Regions from separate parts of the Takifugu rubripes genome. Here region 2 is linked to region 1. Evidence: chromatin contacts called from public Hi-C data. All regions are on one chromosome and are shown on one strand. The core of a region is the stretch at or near the end of the contact, and the rest is flanking DNA. Distances in the headings are between cores, read along the strand shown.

The links. Hi-C and Micro-C count contacts between places; a contact is called where the count stands out from the background.
Region 2: a Hi-C map of an unstated tissue shows a contact between it and region 1, with 9 times the contacts expected there. The contact joins the promoter of slc35c1 here to the promoter of LOC101070449 in region 1. A contact is called at or near these places in 2 of 2 Hi-C or Micro-C datasets (muscle and an unstated tissue).

The regions. Positions count from the first base shown.
Region 1 is chr13:12,864,239-12,868,401 of fTakRub1.2, forward strand. LOC101070449 (guanylyl cyclase-activating protein 2-like) reads right to left here and starts at 1,897. Exons shown (of 5, transcript XM_029846777.1): 1 at 1,841-1,897. LOC115252212 (a long non-coding RNA gene) reads right to left here and starts at 3,088. Exons shown (of 3, transcript XR_003890627.1): 1 at 2,895-3,088; 2 at 2,751-2,812; 3 at 2,183-2,665.
Region 2 is chr13:12,995,412-12,999,574 of fTakRub1.2, forward strand. slc35c1 (solute carrier family 35 member C1) reads left to right here and starts at 1,987. Exons shown (of 3, transcript XM_011609887.2): 1 at 1,987-2,318; 2 at 3,615-4,126. The coding sequence starts at 3,646.

The DNA.
Region 1 (4,163 bases), core at 647-3,146:
TCTAAGGTAATAAGATCAGTAACTCGGCGTGTGCACGCGCCCACTTTGATAACCAGCTAGCTAACCAGATTATATTGGAATGTCGGATGTTTGGAACACCGAAATTTGCTGAATCGAGGTTTCCCCACAAATCACTGAGCATTCTTATAACTCCACAGTAACCAAATGAGGGATTAACTCATTAAAGAGAGCTGTTCTAACCACACATCAACCTGTTTTTGGTTTAGTGACAGAAACTACCGGTAATCCTTTCAATGCAGATGTTAGTTTCCGGAGCTAACTCACAGGGGTTCGAGATGAGGGATTGTACAGTTCGTGAATTATTGTTACAGTTTATCTACAGCTAATCCTTTAGGTTTGTTTGGCCATATCAGGTTTTCCTCAGGTTTTTTCTTTATTTCTCTAGGCTCTTCCCAATGTAGGATAAAGTAACGCAACATAAAATACCATTTTAATGTTTCTAGCTATCTAGTGGCTGTGAAAGTTGAAGTGCACCTTCACTATTAATTGTCTTTCAGAACAGCCAGACAGGCTGTTTTAAGGCTGTGATGCTGAAGCTGAGATGCCCTATAAAGATTCCCAAATTGTGACACCGATCGAATGTTGTGCTGTTTTTCTGGTTCTAAAAAAGAAGCTGCAAAGTCGCATTAGGTCTCCCTAGTTTGGAATTGATGTGTCAGTCTCTTGTAATTAGATTGCATGAGTCCTGCGGATAAGGGGGCTGCCAAATCTTTCCAAGGGTACTGACAGAGACTCCTTGAGTGCATTCTAATTAATTAATCTCTAAATCATTTGTTTGCTTTGGCTTCATTTAGTGCAAAATTGTCTGAGTTTCAGGACAACTCCTACTAATTCCACACTAATTCAAACTCACTGCATGTTATTATGCTTCAAGACCAATTTGGTTGCACGCTTTTGCAGCTTTTTGTTGTTAAAAAAAAAAAAAAAAAAGCCCTTAAGAGCGCAGATAAATAATGAAGATGTCAATTGTACCAGTGGAGGAAATATCTGCATCAGAGGAATTCAGTGTCTGCCGGTTTCTGTCTCTAATCTTTAGTACGACTCTACCCTTGAGAAACGGTGCAACGGTGCGTGTCACAACGCCAGAGCGAGACTGCACAGTTTAACTGGAGCAGGAGTGTATAATCAGCCCGTCTCCCTCAAATTCTCTGGCACAAGAAGTCAGATTAACCTAGATAAAATCAATTTATGGTATTTGTGCAAGCGGATGTTTGGCAAATCAGCATGTTGTCAGTTTTCTCTTTAATTTGAATAAGTAAAATAAAAATTAAAACAAACATTTGAACAGATTAATTAACTGGGAGCGGTGAAGCATTATGTCCAGAAGATGACGCTATTGTTTCACTAGTGTAGCTTTACACGTACAAATATAGAAATCCAAATATATAGTTTCTCATCTTACAAATCAGAAAATTAAATATTTTTTTATTTTGTATATATCTATATTTATAAAATGTGTTTTCCTGCTCGGTTATTCCGCATTCTTCCTCACCTCTTAGAGTTTCTCGTTCACCGGATTCATAAATTTGACTTGTGAAAGGAATCAGGATTCCCTAGAAAAAAAACCATACTGGTACGGACATACCATGTAAACGCCACATGGAAAATCTGTGATCTTGAAAGGAACCTGAAACTTGATTCTGGTTCTCCTTTGATTAAATAGGTAAAAATACCTTAATCCAACCACTAGGTGACAACAAACCCTCACACGTGTGGTGTCCGAAGCCACGTTGATCACCTCTTTCTCATCATGTCCCATAAGAGAGTTCTTTCCCATCTGTTACTCTTTTTCAATACGGAGGAAAGCAATTTTATTTACCTTAAAAAGGCTCAGATGATAAATTATGCATCCATGCACAGGTGAGCATTCATTATATAAGAGGGATGGGTCTAGTTTGTGTGTATTCGATCTTAAATGATGTGTCAACAGGTGTATGCAATAGGATTTGATCATTTCAGGTCTTGCAGAAAATTGGCTCTAATGAACCATCTTCTGGATTCAAAAGGGTTAAGATTTTATATATATATATATATATATATATATATTCTTTTTTTAAATAAATTGTTGCATTTTTACATTCATCCCTAGAGCAAAAGTCAGTTTATTCTTTTTCATTTGAAGCTGCAAAAAGGCTGGGGGCATCCACAGGGGATCATGGTGACCACTTAAGAAGCTTTATTCAGAAATTGTAAGTGGTTTTTCATCTTCTAATGTCACAGCTCAAACTGCGACTGCGAGAGGTAGCGTTCAGAGATTGTGGCTTCCCTCTGGGATTTCTTTAGAACAGTCGTTAATGGGAGAAGAGAACAGCAGGTAATGTAAAGCGTGTGCGCCACTTCCGTGAGGACACAATTAATGGCATTTTTGGATTAAGATTAAAGTTCGCACTGCCCCAAGTAAGAGCGCAGATGTTTTGCCAGCAAACCTGGTTTTCTGGAGGCTGTTTCGTTGTGAGTCTTTACCCTTGTGCCGGGATGACAAGGTCACTGAGGTCATTTGCACGGCATGTGCAGATTATTGGACATGATAGATGATGGAGAGGCCCTGATTATTCACCACGCGACGCGATCTTCATCATCCGACTCCTGTCAGACATCTGACGGTGTCTCTGCTGACAGCTAAGAGCGTCCTCATCCTGCTTCACTGCAGAGTGATAATAATGGAGGTATCTTTTCACAAAAGTGGCTCTCTGTAAAACTGTCCTCATTATAACAATGATAGTTCTTACCTCTATCTCTATCATATTCAGTCGCTTCAAATGGGCCAGGAGAGGATTTTACGTCCACTTGACTGTCAGGAAGTAAAAACAATGGGGGTTTTTCCCGTCAAAAACATCAGCGTGGTAATAAAGAGGCATCAATAGGATCAATACCCATCTGGTGGCACTTCTCTGATGAGTGGTGGGACAGGGAACGACTGATGAGTTCAGTCCGTGCAGAAGAACAGAAGAAAAGAGACCCCAACCGGACCTGCTGAGAACTTTCCGATAGTTCCGCTCTCTTGGAATATTCTCCAATCAGTTCAGGATTCCCCTCGGTTGTTTCTGCAGCTTTGATTCGAGCAGTTAATTTCTGGGTCGAACTATCTTCATTGTTAAAAAAAAAAAAAAAAAAAACACAACTCAAGGTTGCCGCGGTGCTCCTGGGGGCTGTTCTTCAATGACACGACACGTGTGATTAAGAGTCTTTGGAGGTTGCTGCCAGTGTTGAAAAGAGAAGAATATCAAGGATGAGAGGACACATTGATTTTTAATTTTTCCTCTGCTCAACCTTCTGTCAGCAAAAGGCTTAAAAAAGGCTTTCATCTATCTGCCTGCCTGCCTGTCTGTCTGCCTGTCTGTCTGTCTGTCTGCCTGCCTGTCTGTCTGTCTGTCTGTCTGCCTGCCTGCCTGCCTGCCTGTCTGTCTGTCTGTCTGTCTGTCTGTCTGTCTGTCTGCCTGTCTAGCTGCCTGTCTGTCTGTCTGTCTGTCTGTCTAGTAGCTAGCTATCCTCCATCATTTGCTCCAAATACAGGACTTGCTTTCTATAAGATGTATTGCCCTAGTTGTTGTGCAGTTTTAGTTGTCTGGTTGTTGTGCAATGTTGTATTATTATTATTATTTTTGGGGGGGGGTGCGGATTCCTGTAGCATTTGTTTTACTGTCAAACTCATCATACATCCTGCACATGGGAGCGCTGGGACGCCACAAATAGAACATAAAGTTCTAAAAGTTTGCGGCACTTTCCAGGTCTACAGCCGCTTCCATTTGCAGAGAGCGTCTCACTTTCAGAGGCCTGTCAGCACTTGCCATGCTTTGTAAATACTGAATGCAGTTTATTTCTGGGGGGGAAGTGTTCAGGAGTGCCTCTGAAAGTGTTTTTGTGTGTTTATGGGGCTGCTTCTTGTGCAGGAGCTTCCCTGTGGGAATTAAAGGGGCATCGTTTTGGCTGAGAACCACGGGACAGTTCTAAATCGCTGCGATGAGTAAATATAAAGTTCTCCATCTCACTGATGCTCCACAATGTAAACTCTCAATGATGAGATGAGCTGCGCTTCTGCTGCTGGGTTTGGTGTTTCATGAGAAACAGGCTGCAGCCAAAATGGATTGAAAGGATCCTGATTGACATCTGAAAAGAAGATTCTAACGTTAATGGACACGTGC
Region 2 (4,163 bases), core at 737-3,236, 130 kb after region 1:
TGTCACAATGGCCGTCGTGGTGCCCCCTCTGTTAAATACCTCCCACTTCCCCTGTCACCACATGGAGCCCAATGAAATACAGAAACCATCAATGCCTTCCTGCCACCGTCAGCACCGCCAGCACCGCCAGCACTTACAGGAGGCCAAGTGTGCACCGAAGAAGCGCCTATAAGCTGTGAAACACAAGTCAAACGCTCTTTGCAGCAAAAAAAAAGTTTGAAGCACAGAAAGTTGGAAAGCTTCTCGGGTTGCACCGATATTAATAGTCATTATATTCACTTCTCAAAGTTTGCAAATGGTTTTTCACCTCAAATATGCCAAGTTTTAACCTCCCATCACACACACACACATACACACACACACACACACACACACACACACACACTCATCACTGCATGCTTGACTGCTATATATACACAATAAACTGTGTTGCATCCCTGGAAAGGTCAGGATATTATGGGGTGATCATTTAGGGCAGAGCTGGGGTCTGTCTGAGGTTTCTGCCTTTCATATAATTATACCTGCAGTTTATTTTTCAGCTGAAAATTGCTGCCTATTTGCGTATTCCAATGAGATGCTTGTGACATGAGAAGCAGCATCTCTTCACTTCCTTTCCCTTCTAATAAAGTGCAGAAATCTCCCCAGCAGACAGGGGTCACGGAGTCAGATATGCTTGTGAATAGCAAATCCTGACCCCAGCATGGAGTTTTCTCTCCCTCCAAATTGAATACACCGGAGCACAGTGAGGATGTGGACACCCGCTGATGGATTCACAGCCAGTCTGGGTGGAATGTGCCTCCGAGTTCCTGGGGAAAATGTGGAATTTTTCGGAGAGCATATTGAAGTGCACCAAGGACTGAGCGGCTAAAGTGACTAATGGCCCACTGCTGCAGAAAATGTGACACCAAACAACAGTCACAACAGCAATATGACAGCAAGAAGACAGCGGGTTTGACAGGGGAAGGAGCAGAAACGTACATAATACATGAACCACCGAGCCTGCATTGAAAGTGTGAAATTAACAGTTATCATATTTACAGATATGCACATATTGAGGGGGAGAAATGAAGGTTTATTTGCACCGCTTCGTGACAGTAGAGCCGAGAGAACATTCTACCAGCAGATACTACGGCTCCAGGATGACATTTCACTCGCTGAAAGGTTGTCGTATTTGATTTTCCTTGATGCATCAAGCTGCCGTCAATACATGTGAAGACGTCTTTAGTCTCCTGAGACACACAGACACACACGCTCCATTTATGCACCCTCGTGAAAATGTGACCCTGAAATTCCCCGTTGATGTTTGAATTAATGTCATCAAGCCCTGTCATAACCAAAAAGGTTCACAGCAAATGGAAGTAAATGTTTGTTTAGATGGACGTGCCTTTTCACCCGACTCTAGTCTTTGACAGGCAGGCTGTTCTTCAGACTGCCAGGCACATTAAACCACCTCATTATTTTAGTGACTGCATATATATTTCATAAACCATCAAGGTACATATTGGTGATGGCTGGTACTTTTAAATTTTCTTCTGGAAGACGATGTATTGAAAAAATTGCCATCGTTATGAAATTAAACTTCATTCTACTGTGCTTAGAGCTGCATTCATTTTAAATGTGATTATTTTCTGCCATCTAGTGTTCTATCAATGTACTACAGCAAGGGTCATCACATGACAGTCCCTGCAAAAACCAAAACTGTTTTTTGTTTTGTTTTTCCCAGTAAATCAATTTTACTTTCTTCGTGTTCACTGACATGAAATTGTACTAAACACTTGATGGGGTTTTTCACATTGGGCGTGCGTCAATGGCCTTTGAGCTGTATTCATATTGGGCCCTTTTCGTTTAAATAGAATGACCGATATCGAAATATCAAAGAAAATGCCACATATTTGCAGTTCAGCTTTAAAGCGGGAACCTTGAGGGTTAAATATCGTGTGAGTAAATATTTGACCATTGTCTTTTATCGGTTGACGTAATATTTCTTAAGGGCTGCCACGCCCAGTTAGGCTTTAATGCGTGCTGCTCTACCTGGTTTCCCATTAACTTTATATACATGTAAATGTGTGTGTTTTTGGTTGCATTTTACTAGAAGCTATGCGACGTGGTTTTATTTTAATCATATTTAGGGTTTAAAACGTCGTTCCTGAGCTTGTTCCTGAGCGAAGTGCGGCAGCTCGAAACATGCAAAACCTGTTCGTACCGTTTCTGTGCTGGGAGGAGTGAGATACTTGGGAGGAGTGAGATACTAGGAAGGGAACACAGGTCTCCTCTGACTAAATCCGGGAGTTATCAATCCCACAGAGAGCAACATTGAGGTAAGGAACGCGTTCCAACCCAATATCAATCACAATGTCACAATCCACGGCACCAAAATTCTCTCAGAAGGGAAGTGAAGCCAATTTCGGCTACAGCTGCCTAGAAAAGTTGTTTTGACTTTTTTTTTTTCATCCTACGCGCAACTATAACTTTTTGTGGCACACAAACGCGCACAGACGAGGAAACTGCAACAGTTCCCACTGTGAGTTACAGAGAAGCATGTTGCGCGTTCGACATAATTATGGATTAGTGCTGTGAGCTCGGCGCGTCCTCAAAGATCCCTTGTCGAGATGAATGTTACAGAGGCGAAGGCTTGCAAAAATGTGATTTAGGTTTGGATATTTTTGATATACCAATTCGAATTTAATGAGGCAGAAGTGACGTAAACGTTACGCAGGCGTCGTAGCTGACTCACCAAGTGCGTCCTTGACGCGCACGTCAACACGCAGTACTCAGTGTTTACACCGTCTCATGGTGGGACGAGCAGGGTTCGGTTTCACCGATACCACCTGCGATTATGTGCGCTGACAAGACTATAACATATAACTATAAATTGTAAAAAGAAACAACAAAACGTTTTGCACTGACTTTCCCACCTGGGTCTTGTGTTATTCGCAATGATTTATGTCATGGATTCATTTGTATAGAATTTTATTTTGTTTTATTTTATTTTTTCACTGGGAATCGTGATGTTTGTACCTTGTACACACATTTTGTTGTGTTTTTTTTTTTTTTGGATGTTTTATTTTCTAAAATCTAAATTTTGCCTCATGTGTTCAGTGTCGCTAAAATTCCGACATTTTACTGTAAATACTGGTTTCTTATTTGTCTCCTGCCTCGGTGCACCTGTTGACTTGTTTATATGTGTGAATTTTTTAGAGGGTAAGTGATACACTTTTTACATTTACCAACTCTGTATTTTTGTTGAGGGGTAAATATGTAAACTTGATCAAAGATTGAAACCTTTGGTGTGGAACACTGCAGCATTGCTTCTTTCACCATTATTGCTTTCCAATCCTATTGCTTTCAATAGGATTGTTTTTGTTCCTTTTAATGAAACCCAGAGTGCAATCCAATAAAGACAATGATTTTACTCTGAAATCGTGAGGAAGTGTATTATTCTGAAAGAATAACACCGGAAGGCGGAAGTGAAATTCACGGAAATGTCGGCAGGGGCTCTGTGTGTATTGTAGTTCTTATCGCGCAGACAGTTTCTAACCACATGTGGGTTTATGTAAATTATTCAGATTCATTAATTTTTATAAAAAGTTTCCTCTTTGTGTCAACATGATCAGGATCCAGCTGAAGAGGTCCAGCATACTAAAGATGGCTCTCGCAGGCTCGGAAACAACGACCCCGGACGGACAGGGAGAGACCTTTATATTCCGGTCAGCCAGGATCGCTGCTGTGGTCGCACTCTACTGGTTTGTCTCCATTACCATGGTGTTCCTTAATAATTACCTATTGGACAACCGGGAGTTGGACGCGCCGCTGTTCGTCACTTTCTACCAATGCGCGGTGACGGTCGGACTCTGCAGGGTCATGCAGCTGCTGTCCGGCTTTTGCCCGGGGATCATCGACTTCCCCTCGGTCAGTTTCGACCTGAAGACGTCCCGGGAGGTCCTGCCGCTGTCCGTGGTGTTCATCTGCATGATCACCTTCAACAACCTCTGTCTGAAGCATGTCGGAGTGGCTTTCTACACCGTGGGGCGTTCACTGACCACGGTTTTTAACGTGGTGTTTTCCTTCATCATCCTGAAGCAAACCACCTCTCTGCAAGCCCTGATGTGCTGTGGGATCATCATAGGTGAGTGAATCTTGATGTACTTTAACAATTGCGACCA